Linked DNA regions of Mus musculus: region 1 is linked to region 2. The links are chromatin contacts, called in public promoter capture Hi-C maps. All regions are on one chromosome and are shown on one strand. Each heading gives the region's core, a stretch centred on a gene start, on an enhancer-like site or on the middle of the called end of the contact. The rest is flanking DNA. Distances are from core to core; before and after follow the strand shown. Region 1 holds the start of Mterf4 (mitochondrial transcription termination factor 4). Region 2 holds the start of Scly (selenocysteine lyase).

Region 1 (4,999 bases), core at 1,282-3,781, 2.0 Mb before region 2:
GACAAAAGTAATTCTTTAGTTTTATACAGATTACAACTTTCTTGTCCTCTATAGATAGAATCTTTCTGTCAAAAGATGTTTAAGCACTTCAGCACTAGATCATTGCCTAGCACAAAGCAGTTATGTGTTTATTGATGCAATAGCCAGATCCTTTTTCTCTGGAGCAGCCAATAGGCCGGCAAGAAATAGGTATGGCTTAGAAGTGGTGGAATCTAGGCAGCTGTTAGAACACAGCTTCTTTGTTTTCTTCCCTCCCCTTCTGTACTAGCTGGTTTTGTGTGTCAACTTGACACAGGCTGGAGTTATTACAGAGAAAGGAACCTCAGTTGAGGAAATGCCTCCATGAGATCCAGCTGCAAGGCATTTTCTCAATTAGTGATCAATGGGGGAGGGCCCCTTGTAGGTGATACCATCCCTGGGCTGGTAGTCCTTGGTTCTCTAAGAAAGCAAGCTGAATAAGCCAGGGGAAGCAAGCCAGTAAGTGACATCCCTCCATGGCCTCTGCATCAGCTCCTGCTTCCTGACCTGCTTGAGTTCCAGTCCTGACTTCCTTTGGTGATGAACAGCAATGTGGAAGTGTAAGCTGACTAAACCCTTTCCTCCCCAACTTGTCTCTTGGTCATGATGTTTGTGCAGGAATAGAAACCCTGACTAAGACACCTTCATGTCTAAGATGCAAATTCAGTGCATAGAGGTTGGTTTGGAAGCTTCTGGTGCTCCATCCATAAGTGAAGCCAGACCTCTGGGCTGGGAGGGCTATTGTCATTTTCCCTGTAATTTCATTACTTGGGCCATATTCTGTTTTTTAAAAATAGCAGACACCTTCGTGTGTGTGTGTGTGTGTGTGTCTGTCTGTCTGTCTGTCTGTCTGTCTCAAAGGACAGCTCGGTGGAGTGGGTTTGTGTCTTCACTTTTGCATGGGTCCCTAGAATCAAACTCAGGTCACCAAGCTGGTGTGGTCAGTGTCTGAATTCCTGAGCCATCTTGCTGACTAAACACAAGTCTGTAAACAACAGAACTTACCAAATACTTTTATCTGGGTCTAGATCTGTACATAACCATTTCAGGGAGAGTTTGGGCTGTCCTGAGAACTTATTGCTGTATTACAGTGTCCATCACAAACTACTTACCTCCTCTCTTCCTGTAAGCAGCCAGAGGTCATCTGCCAAGATGTTTCGCTACTCTCTTGACCCAGAAAAACCCCCCAAAATCATGCAAATCAAGAGGTTCAAACCTTCGTGTTCACTTTAAGAACACCCGGGAATCTGCCCAGGCCATCAAGGGTATGCATATCTGCAAAGCCACCAAGTATCTGAAGGACATCACTTTAAAGAAGCAATGTGTGCCATTCCGGTGTTATAATGGTGGAGTCAGTAGGTGCGCCCAGGCCAAACAATGCGGCTGGTCGGTGGTCAAAAAAGAGTGCTGAATTTTTGCTGCACATGCTTAAAAATGCAGAGAGTAACGCTGAACTTAAGGGCTTAGATTTAGATTCTCTTGTCATTGAACACATCCAGGTGAACAAGGCACCTAAGATGCGCCGACGAACCTACAGAGCTCATGGCCGGATTAACCCATACATGAGCTCCCCCTGCCACATTGAGATGATCCTCACTGAGAGGGAACAGATCATTCTAAAGCCAGAAGAGGAGGTTGCACAGAAGAAAAGGATATCCCAGAAGAAACAAGAAACAAAAACTCATGGCACGTGAATAAATTCAGCATAAAATAAATGCAGATAAAGTTAAAAAACAAACAAACAAACAAACAAACAAACCTACTTACCTCAAAGATGAGCCCAGGAACACAAATTTGGTTTTTCCAAAAGATTCTCCACCATGGATGAAGTTAGGTGAGATATTACTAGCTAGAGAATAAAGCCATAAATCAAGGCATTTACCAGACACATTGGTGGGGACCACAGATAGGAAGGATAAGGCAAAACTAGGAAAACACTTAACTCAGTTTTAGATATTATTTAGTGATGCTATTGGCTTTTGGATTGGTGAAAACCATTGTTGGTCTAGGAATATATTTTAAAGGTATTCATTGTCACAAAGCTGTTAAGTTAGACAGGTGGACGATGAATGGATTTCAAAAAGGCTAAGAATAATCCATGATAATTTGGTTTTGGTCTGCAGGATCCTAATTCCACAATCACAGCGTTATCTTATTTGGCCTTGTACTATCTTTAACACAGGTGATTGTTTTTTGTCATATTCTCCCCTCCTCCCCCGGCCCCAGTAAAAGTAGTTTCACAACAGAAAACGACGGTGTGCGCTTCGGGGTAGTTTGGTTTCACCTGTACTCTGAAGAGCAGTTTTAAAACCCAGGTAGTGTTGCTTGTTCCTGGCAGAGACCATGCAACCGAGTATGCCCAACTAAAGGGAGCTGCACCTGCAAGCTGCAGGTGCTGGGCACGAGCATCTGGGATCAAGGGCTTGGCTGCGGAACGAAAGAACGCCACACCCCGGGAGTTCGGCGGACACAGATCGGAGGCCGGACGTTGTGAGCCAGGAAGGACCGCCTCTTCCGGTCTCACAGTTGTTCTTCGCTTGGTCTCCATGGCTTCGCTGGGAAGGCAGGTGAGGTTGCCCTAGGTCCCGGGCTCACAGCGGCTGTTGGCGGGACGTTCAGGAGGCGCTGACGCTGGTTCTTGGTGTTCCGGTCTGGGCACCTTGTGGCAGTAGCGCTCCCGGGTGGCGTGTGCACAGACAGTGTGGCCCTCAGAATAGCTTCTGGCTTCTCCGGAGTTTCGGCTGTGTGCTGCCTAATGGCTAGGGAGGCCTGGACCACCACCAGCGGCAAGAGCGGGGTGTTTGAGACCATTCTGGCGGGCACCGGATGCTCTGTGCTTAATTTGTTATGTGCTAGTCCCAACACCTGGGGCTACTGTGTACAAATCGACAGATTCCTTCCCCCAAATATTCTTCTTTTAATGGAAGGGATCCTTGAAAAACAAAACAAAACTATCCTTTGTTGGAATGAAATTAGGTAGTGTACCTGTCTGGTGGCTAGTCTGAGGTTCAGAATTTTCAACCAAATACTATTGCTCGTGCCCTGTATCTTCAGTATGTAGATATTGCTTATGCTTCAATATCTTCAGTAAGTGCGGTCGTTTGCATGCTACTTTTATTCTTTGGAGACTTTTTAGACCCAGAGAAGATTTTACAGATTGTTTACAAAAACTGTTAGCTTTTGTGGGCCAAGGGTCAAGCTGAGGTTCAAGGTTACTGGCTCAGTAATCTTGTGGTGGTCATTATTCTGAGGTGGGACTGATTCTGTTTTTGCTCTGCCTTACAGGTTCCTGAGTGGCATCGTCTACTGGCCCTCTCCTGGGCCTGTTTGGTTAGGCAGACCCCTCATCTCAGAGAACAGAAACAGATGAGCCCTTCTTTGTCTTGCAAACTGACTACAGTGCCCGGTAGAGGAAGCTTTCAAGAGTTTTCCAGCATTACACCCCAAAAGTACATGCAGGAACCAGAAAACAGGACACGACTTGTTCAGTGTCTTCATGAGGAACAGAAGCCTTGTGTGGATCCTGAGTCCTTGGAGCCTGAAAAGGTCATCCGTTCCCTCCAGGACATGGGTTTTGCTGAAGCCCACATTCACAGCTTGTTTAGTATACAGCCAAGTGTCCATCCTCAACAGTTGCTGGGTATAGTTTCAGAACTCCTACTCTTGGGGTTGAACCCAGAGCCTGTATTTAATGCCTTGAAGAAAAATCCCCAGTTGCTGAAACTGTCTAGCATGCAGATGAAGAGGCGTTCCAGTTACCTTCGGAAGCTTGGCCTTGGAGAAGGTATAAGATGCAGCAGACTTTATAGAGGGAGAGGAGTCAGTTAGGGAGAAAATAGCTTACCCTAGCAGGGATGTCCAGCCTTTTGATAGTAAGGCATGGAATTGTCACCTACAAATGAGCTAGGCTGCATTCATCAATACCCTGGGATGCATGTGTGCTGTGGGCTAAACACACCTTACTCAGAGGAAGTGAGGTAGGAAAGTTTGCTGAGGAGAGGTCAGTGTCTTCAAGAAGATGTGCAGTGGGCTCTCTGCAGATGCCGTTGTAAGGGGGATGTGGGATAGAGGAGCCCAAGAAGAGAGAACCAAGGCCAAAGTGAGCCTCCTGTGTGTTCATTGAGATCTCTAGCTCCAGATCAATGGGGACATGGAGTCTGGTTTTGGTGGGTTAGTGTTGCTCTATGGTAGTGATGTATGTGTATGCAAATGTGTGACCTCCGCAAAAACATCCCACACACAGCTTTCAGAGCTGATGGTGCCCGGTTCCTGGAAGGCTGTTAGAGTGCCCTCCACCTTCCAACAGCTGTCACCCTTCTGGAGAAGGGAGGTGGGGCTCTCCAGTGAACTCTACCCATTTGACTGCTTTTATTTCATTACTGACTGTTCCTGGTAAGATTTCACCCCCAAAGTGGGGAGGCTTAGAGCCCACTGTGTTTGGTGTCTCGGCATGCCTCCTCTAGAAGATAAGCAAAAAGATAACTGTGTTCCCCTTGACACGTTGTCTCTTGTAACATGATCTAAGCCCAAGCTCAGTCAGTGTGTGAAGCACAGCCTGAGAGGAGAAAATAAAGCTTACTCTTTGGAAACGCCTCTTCACAGGGAAGCTAGGCTGTTAGGAAAGTTACTTGACAGTCTTAAGTGGCTTTTAAGTTTCCAGTTTTTAAATCGGCACAACTATTCATCAGAAGACCATTTGCTTCACTTATGAAGCCCTGCTTATATCATTTGTCTGAATACAGTTACTAATGTAACTCAGTAAAACACGGGGAGGCTGGGTGTGGTAGTGCATTCTTTTAATTGAACTCTATAGTCAGGAGGATGGAGCTCTGCAGGTTCCAGGCCTTCCAAGGAGACCCTACAAAACAAACAATAATACAGTTGGATATAACACATGGTCACGCTCAGACTACTTATAATTGTGTGTTCTGGATATTCTTGTTCCTACCATTGTTCCTAAAGGCCTCTTCATTGAGCTCAG
Region 2 (5,245 bases), core at 2,681-5,180:
GGTGGCTCTATGCGGCTCTCAGCCAACATACCAGTGGTCCCTACATTTGATGCTGGGTCCAGACCAGCTTTCCCATGCTGCCCAGTAGGCCAGAACCTCTCCCCTTCTCCGCTCACTTCCAAATGCTGTTGGCTGTTACAAGCAAGGCCACATCTGGAGCACTCAAACTCTTCCCACAGAACCTCAGCACACATTGCTGTAGATTTTAAAACCTAATACTGTGACACACTAAAACATCTGTGATGAGCTGGGGTGGTGGTACATGCCTTTAATCCTAGCACTCTGGAGGCAGACACAGGTGGATCTCTGTGAATTTGAGGCAGGCTTGGGCTACAGAGTAAATTCCCGGAAGCCAGAGCTACACAGTGAGATCCCATCTGCCTTGAAAACAAGACAGGCAAACATTTGTGATTCATGATTTTCACTTTTCTTGGCATTTCTACTCAAATATCAACAGAAAGCAGCTGGGATGTCACCCAGGCCAGCAACGGTCTCCCACTGTGTGCCCCACTTCCTGTTGACCCTTAATCTTCTTGGCCTTCTCTAGTGTACCCTAACAGAAGTTTGACTATACTACAGGGGACATTAGGCAGATGGCAATGTCCAGAAATAAGGCAACAGACAAGTTAATGGGTGACTAGCATCTGATCTGGAAAGTCTGTGTCACTGAGTTGCTGGGGAGCTTTCAATAAGCAACTGCTATGACCCACCAAACCCCTTACGGAGGGACAGAGGTACCAGTAAGACCTGGTGGCAGATCAGTTAGCTTGGGTCATCTTTAGTCCCCTGGCTGGCACTCATTTCCCAATAAACCATCATTAATGTGGCTTGTCTTAGTTACCCTAATTACACAGTGCAGGGCTGGGTGCGGGGCCCTTGCCTTCTGCTGATAAACATTAACTAGGAAGGCAAAGCATGATTAGCCTCCAAGTCTGTGGAGAAAATGTGGAATGCTGTCTTTTTGACTACTGACTTGAAGCAAATTATCATCCAAAAATGCAAAAATTTAAAACTCTACACCACAAAGGCAAACTAGAAAGAAGTAAGAATATAATTATAAGCCTGGCAGTGGTGGCACATGCCTTTAATCCCAGCCTGTGGGATGTGTAGTTCCTAGCTAGGATATCATACAGGGACAGAAGACTTTAAGAATCAAGTCAGGTATATAATTGTAACATGATGCTAATTTACATAGAAGACACTATGTAGACTTTAGTGACACAATGCTTAAAGATTAGAACGTAATTATTTTGTTTCCATTTTTCTAAAGTGTGCTTAAAAAAAAACTCTTGGGAATTCTGTTAAGCAATATAGGCATTGTACTAACTTTAAAGTTGAAAGAAAAATGAAAGTCCACCCCATTCCCAAACAAAACCATCTCATGTAAGCATACACTTTATATACCCCCACCCATTTTTGTTTGTTTTTTATTTGAGACACGGATTCTCAGTTTAGGTAGCCCTGGCTGTCCAGGAACTCACTTTGTAGACCAGGCTGGCTTTGAACTCTGAGAGCAGTCTGCCTCTGAGTGCTGGGATTAAAGGCACATGCCACCAAGTCAGGTTAGTATACACTTTCTCTAAGAGGCTTCTGGTTCCCTTTATTGTCATGGATTCTTCTAGATTACCTGACACATAGGAGCTGCTGGGGTTTCCCCAGGCTTCCTTCATGGCCTCTGTCACAGCCTGGATGACTTCGGGCTCTAGAGGTGTGGTGGCATTATAGTCCATATAGACCTTCCTGGAAGAGAGAATAGCCTGTAAAGTTTGGGGAGGCAGAGTATAGCAGCAATACTCTTTTGGGGGACCACAGTGAGGGTCTTCTGCATCTAGAGTGAAGGCCCAGGTAGGCTATTAGACCTCAGCTCTCCATGTTCTCCCTCCTGATGGGAGACACCATGGTTTCCAGTCACCCAGTAGCTGCCCCATACAAGATGGCCATAATCTCCCCTAGCATGAGGCTGACTGATGGCTGGAGGCCAGAGATGCGGCCCAACTCCAGGAAGGGAGGGAGGAAGGATCTGCCAATGGCTGGGGAGTCCCACATTCCCCTGGGTAATTTCCCAACAACTTGGAGCCATCTGCCCCTTCCAGTCCTCCAGGAACTGCCTCTAGGAAGGAGCTTTGTACTCATCTTTGCTGGAGGCTTCCCAGGGCTATGGCTGTCCCCTCCCTGGCTTTTACTGGGCAGGTCTCTCCCTGGGGCAACTTGCATTTTCAGTTTTTCTTGCCCCACCCCCACTCTACCTAAACTTTTTAAAGTCTGTGCTTCAGCAGATCTGTTTGGATGAGGCTCCAGGGTTCGATTGGAAACTGTAGGCCGCACGCAGCCTGGCCCTCTTCCTTCCCTCCCTCCCTCCCTGTCTTCCGCTGTGGACCCATTCATCATCTGACCCAAGAGTCACATGCTTAGTGTCCTCTCTAGGGAGCAAGTGATGAGCAGCTCCAGGAACAAGCAGGCTTTGTCTTCCTATGTAGGAACTTCATCCACAGGACACAGAGTTCAAAGCCCCAGAGACCCTCCCTAAGGAGAGTTATCTGCTTGTGTTCTCACCAGGGTCCCAGACCTTCGGAAATCTCTATGGTAGGCAATCGGGCCTGAAAACAGTCATTATTTCACTTGGTTTTACATCAAACCAGTGTTCAAGCCGATGCAGTGGTGAGCCAGCACACACTGCCCAACTATGTCCAGGGGAGCACGGCAGAACAGGCAGGAAGAAGCTTTCATCTCCTATCTTTGCTTTAAGTGCCACGCAGTCACCTGATCTTGCAAGGCTGGGCTTTGTAATGTGGACCTACCTGACCACCCTGGGGCTGGAATTCCCATTGCCGCAGGCTTTGCCTGTGTCCCAAGTCTGTTCCTTCCTAGAAATAAAGAGCCCCCAAAGTGCTGCACACCCATAGGCCTGCCAAGTGACTGGTTTTCCCATCTATAGCTTGGCCGAACTGGTTTATGGTTTGCATTTTATCAGCGATTGACTCTGTTATTAGCGGGCTTCCTAGAGAAAGTGAAACTGCTTAATAAACGTCTGGTATAGGCTCAAGCCACCAGGCTTAGGCCTTTATGAGACAGGTTCTCACTGTGTGATCCAAGCTGGCCTCCAAATCACAATCCTCCTGTCCTCAGTGTTGGGATTATAGGCAAGTTCCACCATATCGGAGAAGGCAGGAGTAGCCTGGACTACATATCGAGGCCTTATGGGGCTGAGGTGGAGGAGGGACCGGGGGTAAAAGAGAAAAGAGAAAGAAGAAAAAAATGAGATGGGGATGGAGAGGGGGCTTCTGGTATAACACATTCCTGGGTGGGAGAAGGCTGAGCCAGGACCTCCGGTTCCTTGCGCGCCAGGGGAGGAGGTCCCACAGCCCAGTGGACAGCAAGAGAAGGCAGGTCTCCCCCACTGTCCTGGTGCTCCTAGGGTTCCCGCCCCAAAGCCCACTTTAAACCTTCGGGTGGTCAAATGGGCCCCAAAGTCCCGTCCCCCCCCCCCGTTCCCCCCCGTCCCACAGCCACGCCATCCTAGACTCTAAGCAGCGGCGATTCTTGTAAAACGCAGATAATCGCGATTCGGCTGCCAGTTCCAACCTCCAGGAAGAGCCCATTCCCTGGGAAGAAGCCCGAAACGCGGGAGGATGATGTGGCCACACTCGGCACAGTTGTCACCCGTGGGCCCCCTTCTGCCCTCAGCTTGGGCGGTAGCCTGTTCTCTCCCGGTTCCTGTGGCCGGACGCTTCTGCGTGTCCCTTCCTCCCGCCTCACCATACACTCACTGAGGTCCCCCAGGTGTCCCTAGGCCCTGCGGGCTCCTTGAAGGGAGCGCACCTGTCGGGTAGGCTCTCCACACTGCCCAGCGCGCCATTTCGCGCCGCGTCCATCCCCCTGATCGCCGGCAGGTCACCCCAAGCCTGAGCGCCCCGAAGTCTCTGAATGGGCGGAGCCTCGGGTCCCGGAGTATCCGCATTGGCTGCGCTTCGCGCTTTGGCCAATCTGTGAGCCGCACGGGCCCTGCCTCCGCCCCTGACTGGTTGATTGGTCATGTGGGGTCAGGTGGCAGTGGGACGGAGCTGGAGACTACCTTAGTAGGGCCACCGCGCTGCCGGTCCTATCTAACCGGTCATCGGCAAAGCGCGCGCCGCTCATGGCGAGTCATCTGGGTGCTCCAGCTACTGGCACCGTGCTCTGGGAGCCCACCTCCCTGGGCTGTCACTAGTGACAGAAGGACCAGTGACTTCACCGGTCGCCGCAAAGTTCATGGAAGTAAAAGTGTTAGGATGCGCGGTGCAATGAGAGGCACCGCAGCAGCCAAGACTGAGCGCCTGGAAGGGTTGGCGGCTAGTGCTCGCTGGACATAGGATACCCCACATCCGCCTTCGCGAATGATTTAATTGCCTGAAATTAGGAAGTTATGTGTTGATACTTTTGAGGCGATCTAGATCAGAGGTGAGCTAAGCAGGGCTGTTAAAATTATGGAAGGTTATAGTCACTAGGCATGCACATGGTGCTCGTATGTAAGTGCAGACAGACGCATAAACAGACTCATACACATAAAAATCTTTTTTTAAACAATTGAAAGGCGTGAAGCAGGACAGTAGTAGTACTGGCCTTTCATCCCAGCCCTCCAGAGGCATAAGCTGGCCAATCTCTGTGAGTTCGAGGCCAGCCTGGTCTACAAAGTGAGTTCTGAACGTGTGTTTTATTTTTTATTTTTCAAGTATAATGCTAACTTTATTGTAAAATGAGATTCTCTGGGTGAAGCATCAGCAACACTAGTCCTGCCTGCCATTATGTGGATGAAAACAGCTAGACTTCTGTCTGTCAGTGAGACAGTAACAAGCACTGGATAGACATTGTAAGAAAACGGTGAACATGGCAACCGCTAATGCAGAGTGAACATTACCCAGCATGAAGTCAGTGAAAAACTGAACATGACTCTCATTGTATGGATTGAAATAAGAAAAAGAATATGGTAATTTTACCCATTACACTTTGTAAAATCAGAGACATGAATTTATAAGCAGTGCCTTTAATAAAGACGGTAATTTAATTTCAAATAAATATATTTGCTTTCTATTCCTTTATCGTGTATTTTATTATGTTTCTAGCTGGCAAAACCCACCCGATTATTGAACTCAGTAATAACCCAATCCATGATGCTCCATCTGTCATACATCTAACTCACTTTACATACACTGCAAGTTCACATAGCATCCCTATAAACTGCTAGAACCTCCCGAGCCCAGTGTGACTG

The links. Promoter capture Hi-C pulls out the DNA fragments that hold promoters and counts their contacts.
Region 1: a contact with region 2 is called in a promoter capture Hi-C map of liver, with 3 times the contacts expected there. The contact joins the promoter of Mterf4 here to the promoter of Scly in region 2. A contact is called at or near these places in 2 of 39 promoter capture datasets (liver and pre-B cells) and 1 of 9 other capture datasets (macrophages).

Annotation. Positions count from the first base shown.
Region 1 is chr1:93,303,411-93,308,409 of GRCm38.p6, reverse strand. Mterf4 (mitochondrial transcription termination factor 4) reads left to right here and starts at 2,531. Exons shown (of 4, transcript NM_178051.4): 1 at 2,531-2,585; 2 at 3,304-3,802. The coding sequence starts at 2,565. It overlaps Gm28535 (predicted gene 28535), which reads right to left and starts at 2,446. Exons shown (of 3, transcript NR_151531.1): 1 at 2,303-2,446; 2 at 1,786-1,867. It also overlaps the pseudogene Gm7867.
Region 2 is chr1:91,297,023-91,302,267 of GRCm38.p6, reverse strand. Scly (selenocysteine lyase) reads right to left here and starts at 3,930. Exons shown (of 12, transcript NM_016717.3): 1 at 3,820-3,930; 2 at 1,628-1,740. The coding sequence starts at 3,872. It also overlaps the pseudogene Gm7785.